2 separate regions of the Mus musculus genome follow, and region 1 is linked to region 2. The links are chromatin contacts, called in public HiChIP or PLAC-seq maps. All regions are on one chromosome and are shown on one strand. Each heading gives the region's core, a stretch centred on a gene start, on an enhancer-like site or on the middle of the called end of the contact. The rest is flanking DNA. Distances are from core to core; before and after follow the strand shown.

Region 1 (3,421 bases), core at 223-2,722, 510 kb after region 2:
TCCAGGAGGCAGAGGCAGGAGAATCAGTACAAGCTCAAGGCCAGCCTGGTCTATGTTGAGAGTTTCAGGCTAGTTGGGACGAGATAGTAGGCTGTCTCAATCAAATGAGCCCCTCCTGGCTAACACTGTGGGGAAGTGTTTCCCTCTGCACTCGGAAATTACACCAGGGCTGGTGAGGTGACTCAGTGCATTAAGTGTTTGCTGCCCAAGACTGAGGTCAGCCCTGGAGCCCATGAAAGAAGAAGAAACTCTAACATACACTAACACACGCTAGGTGGGGATCGGGCACGCACGCACACACATCCACACATCACACACAATAATAAAAAATACATGTGTTAAAAACACGATGACACCCTCAGAACCCAGATGGTGAAAGCAGGGAACCAACTCTCCTTGAAAGCTGTTCTCTGACCTCCACACATACCCTGTGGCTTCCAATATCTACAAACACACATGTGCGCACACACAGACACATAGACAAAGAATAAACAAACTAGAATCTCTGGAAGTCTAGCTTAGTGGCAGTGTATTTGCCAGCACTTATAAAGTCCTGGGTTCAATTCCTAGGATCCTCCTACTCCCCTCAAAAATGGGAAGTGTGAGCTGGACCTGCTGGGGCAAGCCTAAGGCTGGAAGGCTGAGAGCTCCCAGTCTGTCTGAGTTACAGAGCAAGGAGGAGGCCAGCCTAGGCACCTCACTGAGACACTATCCCAAAATAAACCATTTAAACAGGGATGAGGACACGGCTCAATGATATGAGTGCCTACTTAGCAAAAGCCGCGTTCAGTCCCTGGTACTGAGAGATGGGTATCGAACAGCTACTACTGTGACTGCCTCCAACGGGTTTTCAGGAGAAAATGGGAGGGGAAAGCTTTCTGAAGTTACATCCCCAAGAGTAAAGAAAGAAAAGAGCTAAGACACCAGCTATCTGTTGCCAAGGAAACCAATTTCTGTACCCAGGGAGTGTCCTGAACACAGGCTGTATTTTTGAACAGAGAAACTGCTACAGAACCTGGCATTAGGGACAACAGAGAAACTTCCACAGATGGCATTGACTCTTGGAAAACACCCAACGTAATAATCAACCACTAAGCCTTCATCTTCAAGTCTAAAGTATAAAACCCAGCTGCTTCACAACACAGGGACCAATTCTAACGCCTGAAATGTTGTGAAATTTTGTAAGGAACTGGAACAAAACTTTGGCTGATTCTACAGCCAAAATATGTGGTGACTTAAAAATTTAGAGACAGGCAGTGTGCTGCTTGTGGCTCCCACCTGCCACTCTTTAGCGACCTAACAATCAGGGCCTGGTTCCAGAGAGAGGAATGAGAACTGAATTTCAGAGTCCAAATGTAAGGGCACCTGGAGAAACAGCTTCCGCCCTTGCCCTGCTCTGCCACTGCCTAGGTCCCTGCCTCTCCTGGAGTTGCACTCAGTGCCTTCACATACAGTCTGGATGACCCCAGCCAGGGCAGCTAAGACTTCAGCAAGGTTATTTTTATCCAGCCAATGAGGAAACACTCAGATGTTAACCAGCCTGCACAGATTCTAAGGAGCTTTATGTAAGGCCGGTGTGGTAGCACACGCCTGTAACTCTAGCACTTGAAAAGCTGACACAGGATTACAAGTTCCAGGCCAGTCTAGGCTACACAGTAAGATCTGGTTGAAAGGATAGGGGGCTGTGGGGCAGGGGACAGAAGAGGTTAAGACTGTGGCACAATTAGCAGAGTGCTTACCTAACACTTGTGAAGCCCTGGGTTCAATTCCCCAGCATGGTATAAACTGGCTATAGTGGCACATGCCTGTGGTCCCACCACTTGGGAGGCAAAGACAGAAAAATTAGAAGTTGAAGGTTGTCAGGCATGGTAGCACCCACCTTTGGTCCAAATACCTGGGAGGTAGAGGCAGGTGGATTTCTATGAAGTCCACATCAGCCTGGTCTATCTACAAAATTAGTTTCAATCCAGCCAGGGGTACATAGTGAGTTCCCTCCTCTCCCCCACCCTACACAGAGTTCTAGGCCACTCTCATCTGGGCTCTAATGCAGCTTTGGATACATGAATCCTCACCTGAAAAATGAAAACAAAAGAAGCTTTATATAAATAGCAAAACTTAGTTCTCTAGCCCTAGACAGCATACCACACAGACAGGAAAGGTGGGATCAGCGTTTACTGAAATCACACAAGGTGGCCCGGTTTCTAGCATTTCACCCAGCAGAAGTTGGTACAGGAATTTTGCAATATTCATTAAGCAATAAGTACATACTGGGCATTATTCTGGGATGTTCATGTATTATTAGCTAATTTAATCCTTCCAGTCTACCTTAGGTACTCTTAGTCACCAGAGCTCACTGATGCATAAGTTAGGTGCAGAGAGGCTAATAACCTTGCCTAAGGTCCCAATGTGAGTTACTGAGCAGCTAGTAATGAGATCCAGTTGGCCTTCAGGGACAACACCTCTGATCAGCAACCATCCTAAGATGCCAAATCAGGGCATGAAAATTGTATATATTTCATGCATCAGATGGCTGACAAGTATTAATTGTTTTGTTTGAGGCAGAGTCTCACTAGGTAGCCTAGGTAGGCCTCAAACTTGTGATCTTTGTACTTCGACGTCTTGAGTGCTAGGATTACAGACGTGTGCCATGGTGTCTGTGGCTGGCTCTGCAGTAAGTGTGCGCCTAACCTGTGCTCAGTCCCCAGCAGCCACAGCAGGCATCTCACAGCCATCTGTGACTTCTGCTCCCTCTTTCTGGCCTCTGCAAGCATAGAAATACACACACACACACACACACACACACACACACACACACACACACACAAAACACACACCAATAAAAATAAAAATCTAAGAAAGAAAACACTTGGGACACTAGGGACATAGCTCAGCCAGCAGTGGCTGAGCACACGCAAAAGGGCTGGGTTTGATCTCTAGCATGGCATAAACAAAAGAGAGGCAGAGAGATGCATACCCAGGGGTGGGGGTGGGGGACAGATGGGCTTGTATAGTAATAAAGATATCTGAGGAGCTGGAGAGCTAGCAGTTAAGAGCACATACTACTCTTGCAGAAGACTCAAATTTGGCCCCTGGAACCTACATTGGGCAGCTCACAACTGCCTGTAACCCTAGCTCCAGAGACACCACTGGCTTCCATCAGCACCTGCACTCAGGTGTACATACCCACCCTCACATAATTAAAAGTGAAATGATGAAACAAGGTATCTGAGAGACCCATTTTACTGAACACCAAGTGGCTCAACCTACAAGATACGAAGTCCTGTGTAAGATGTCTGCACAAATCCAACCTGGTCCAGGAAGGCCACTCTGGCCATTCAGGGCAGCAGTCGAAGGCCTAAGACTTTCAGTTCAGATTCAAAGCAAACCTGAGCCAGTGGAGGCAGCATCTGGATACCACACT
Region 2 (3,299 bases), core at 392-2,891:
GGTTTTTCGAGACAGTTTCTTTCTCTGTGTAGCCCTAGCTGTCCTGGAGCTCACTCTGTAGACCAGGCTGGGCTTGAACTCAGATCTACCTGCCTCTGGCTCAGGAGTGCTGAGATTAAAGGCGTGTGGTATGTAACAATGCTCGTTTGCTTGTTTGTTTGTTTGTTGGGTCTGGGTTGTTTGTTTGTTTGTTTGTTTGTTTTTGAGATAGGGTCTCACTTTGTAGCAGCTCTGGATGACCTGGTATCCTGGTATTCACCATGTAGTTCAGGCTGGCCTTGAACTTATAATAGGCTGTCCACCTGTCTAATCCACTTGTCTTTTACTCTGGAGTTCAGGAATTAAAGGTAATTGCCACGATACCTGCCTGCTATGTATATTTGCACAGTTAAAACAACAACAAAAATAGTCATCCAAAACTCATAGCTAATTGGAGCTAGAGAGATGGCTCAATGGTTAAAAGCAACACACATACACACACATACATGGCAGGTGGCGGGCTGGAGAGATGCTTCCGTGGTTAAGAGCACTGATTGTTTTTCCAGAGGTCCTGAGTTCAATTCCCAGAAACCACATGGTGGCTCACAACCATCTGTAATGAGATCTGATACCCTCTTCTGGTGTGTCTGAAGACAGCTACAGTATATATAATAAATTTAAAAGGCTAGGAATGGTAATATATGCCTTTAATCTCAGCACATGGGAAAGTGAGGCAGATGGACTTCTATGAGTTCAAGACCAGGCAGGGCTACATAGTTAAGTTTGAGGATAGTCAAGATTACAAATTGAGAGCCAGTCTGGAAGGGGTGGTTGGGGGCAGGAGAACAACTTAAGTTGTGGCAAGAGGACTGCAAGCTTAAAGTTTGAAACTTTGAGACTAGTCTTGGCTACATAGCAAGATCCTACTCAACCCACTAACAAAAGTCACAGAGGGGGATGGGGGGGGGGGGGCCAGGCCAGTGAGGTGAGTTAGTGATATGGTACTTCCTGCCAAAGCCAGTAATCTGAGTTCCATCCTCAGAACCCACTCTGTAGGACAGAACTGACTCCCTAAAGTTGTCCTCTGACCTCCACACTCCACAAGAAGACTATGGACACACACATACATACATGTAAAATAGATAAATATATGTAAAAACCAATCGTGGCACCCTCTGGGCTGGGTTCTCTTGTTTTGCATCTCCCCCGTTCTGACTTTCCTGTTGTTGAGATCTCTCACCACTGTCTTGCAAGCTGTCCTTCACGCAGCTACTCAGTTCCTCCTGTGTGTAACCAGCTCTCTTCAACCGCGTCCTTGGCACTTCCCCTTCTCGGCCCAACTGGCTGATCGAGATATTTTCCCAAACAAAACCTGTTCTCACCCCGCTAAGCACATTGCAGACTTGCCATCTGGTGTCTATGTGGGTCTCCTGAGAAACAGATGAGTGGGCAGCCACAGCTGAGATGCAGATCGTCTCTCTACCAGCTGCCAGGCTGAGAGGAGACCCACGGCCTCAGGGGTGGGGGCCGGGGCGGGGGGCCGGCTGGGGAAAAAGTGCATAAGGCAGCCCCTGGAACGCAGTCCCATCTCTCTATAGTGGGCCAGACCTCAGAAGGGCGGGGCTGAAGGAGGAAACAGAGAGACTTAGGTAAAGTGACCAGTAAGTTCAGATAAGAAAGGATTCAGTCTGATCAGAAAGATGCTTGAGGCGCAGAGTCCTGGAGCCAGACAGAGCCGAGTGGGGTGTGGTGAGAAATGGGAGAAGAGACAGCAGGAAAATCCCACCTTTTTTAGAAATGCTAAGCTTTTGAGGCAGGGTGCATCTGGAGCGGTTTCGGGGAGGAAGTTAAAAAGAAGAACCAGAGGACAAGAACACACGCCAAGCCTGGAAGGGAAACAGATGCCTTGCAGGGATCCCTCTCCAAAGCAGAGGCAAGAAAAGGGAGGGCAGGAGTGTTTCCAGTGAAACCCGCCACCTGAGGAGCGCTCACCAGGCCAGGCAGGAATGCTGGCAAGAGCTGACAGGTATACCTGCTTGAGACAGGCCAGACATTGTCCCGATGCTGCGGCCCACAAAACACAACGCGCAAGACTCACTGTGATGTTAAATTGTCTACTAGGACATTTGAAAGGGTGAAAGAGGGGTATGGGGTGGCATGGGTCTGCCTTCCCAGCATTCCAGAGGGTGAGGCAAGAGGAAGATCAGAGATCCGCCTGCTTCTGCCTCCCAAGTGCTGGGATTAAAGGTGCTCATCACTTCACTGGCCCAGTTTTTTTTTTTTTTTTTTTTTTTTTTTTTGGTTTTTCGAGACAGGGTTTCTCTGTCTAGCCCTGGCTGTCCTGGAACTCACTCTGTAGACCAGGCTGGCCTCAAACTCAGAGATCCGCCTGCCTCTGTCCCAGATTATTGTTTTAATTATTGAGACAAGGCCTCACTGTATAGCCTTAGCTTGTCTGGAGCTTTCTATGGACACCAGGTTGGCCTCAGACGTACAGAGGTTCACCCTTGCTTCTGCCTCCTGAGTGCGGGGATTAAAGGCGTGCATCGTGCACACACACAGCTATTGTTTTATTTTGAGACAGGAATTTCGTGTACTCCAGGCTATCCTCAAACTCCCTGAGTTGGGAAGGATGGTATTGAACTTTTGATCCTTCTGCCTCCACCTCCCAACTGCTGGGACTCCAATCGAGGGTGACCACACCCAGTTTTCAGAATACTGGAGATGGAATCCAGCACACTGCACATGCTAGACAACCACTCTCCTCCCTGGGCTACATTCCCAGTCCTACACTGCCATCTGGGAGGGGTGTTCTCTGTATTGCCCTGGCTGTCCTGGAGTCCAGGCTGGCCTCGAACTCAGAAATCTGCCTGCCTCTGCCTCCAAAGTGCTTCGATTAAAGGTGTGTACCACCACTGCCTGGTACAATCTTCTGTTTGAGGAGAGTATTTTAGCAAAGTGTGCTGGTATACATCTTTTAAGTAGTAGCATGTGAGAGAGCCTGAGGCAGAAAGATCTCTGAGTTCAAGGCTAGTCTACACACTGAGAACCTGTTCCAAAAGAAAAAAGAAGCTGGGCATGGTGGCACAAACCTTTAATCCCAGCACTCGGGAGGCAGAGGCAGGTGGATTTCTGAGTTCAAGGCCAGCTTGGTCTACAAAGTGAGTTCCAGGACAGCCAGAGCCACACAGAGAAACTGTCTCGAAAAATTAAAAAAAAAAAGAAAAGAAAAGAAAAGAAAGAAAGGAAAAGAAAAGAAAAGAAAAGAAAAGAAAAGAAAAGATAAAAGAAAAGTGCCCATGCCTTTAATCCCAGCACTT

The links. HiChIP or PLAC-seq counts read pairs in DNA pulled down with a chosen protein or histone mark.
Region 1: a contact with region 2 is called in an H3K4me3 HiChIP or PLAC-seq map of bone marrow-derived macrophages, with 5 times the contacts expected there. The contact joins two enhancer-like sites. A contact is called at or near these places in 1 of 39 promoter capture datasets (the C10 cell line), 1 of 484 Hi-C or Micro-C datasets (bone marrow-derived macrophages) and 2 of 115 datasets of contacts at active chromatin or transcription factors (astrocytes and bone marrow-derived macrophages).

The regions. Positions count from the first base shown.
Region 1 is chr7:80,654,414-80,657,834 of GRCm38.p6, forward strand. The region is part of intron 2 of Crtc3 (CREB regulated transcription coactivator 3); the gene reads right to left. Gm51450 (a long non-coding RNA gene) reads left to right here. Exons shown (of 3, transcript XR_003946653.1): 3 at 1-3,421. Among named protein-coding and RNA genes, the nearest start is that of Gm51450, 8.3 kb to the left of the region's middle. Within about 2 kb of position 1,473, at least 80 of the 459 cell types and tissues checked have an H3K27ac peak or open chromatin away from gene starts, as enhancers often do. A contact at or near this core is called in bone marrow-derived macrophages, where this site is marked.
Region 2 is chr7:80,142,235-80,145,533 of GRCm38.p6, forward strand. No RefSeq gene overlaps it. Among named protein-coding and RNA genes, the nearest start is that of Gm45202, 11 kb to the right of the region's middle. Within about 2 kb of position 1,642, at least 140 of the 459 cell types and tissues checked have an H3K27ac peak or open chromatin away from gene starts, as enhancers often do. A contact at or near this core is called in bone marrow-derived macrophages, where this site is marked.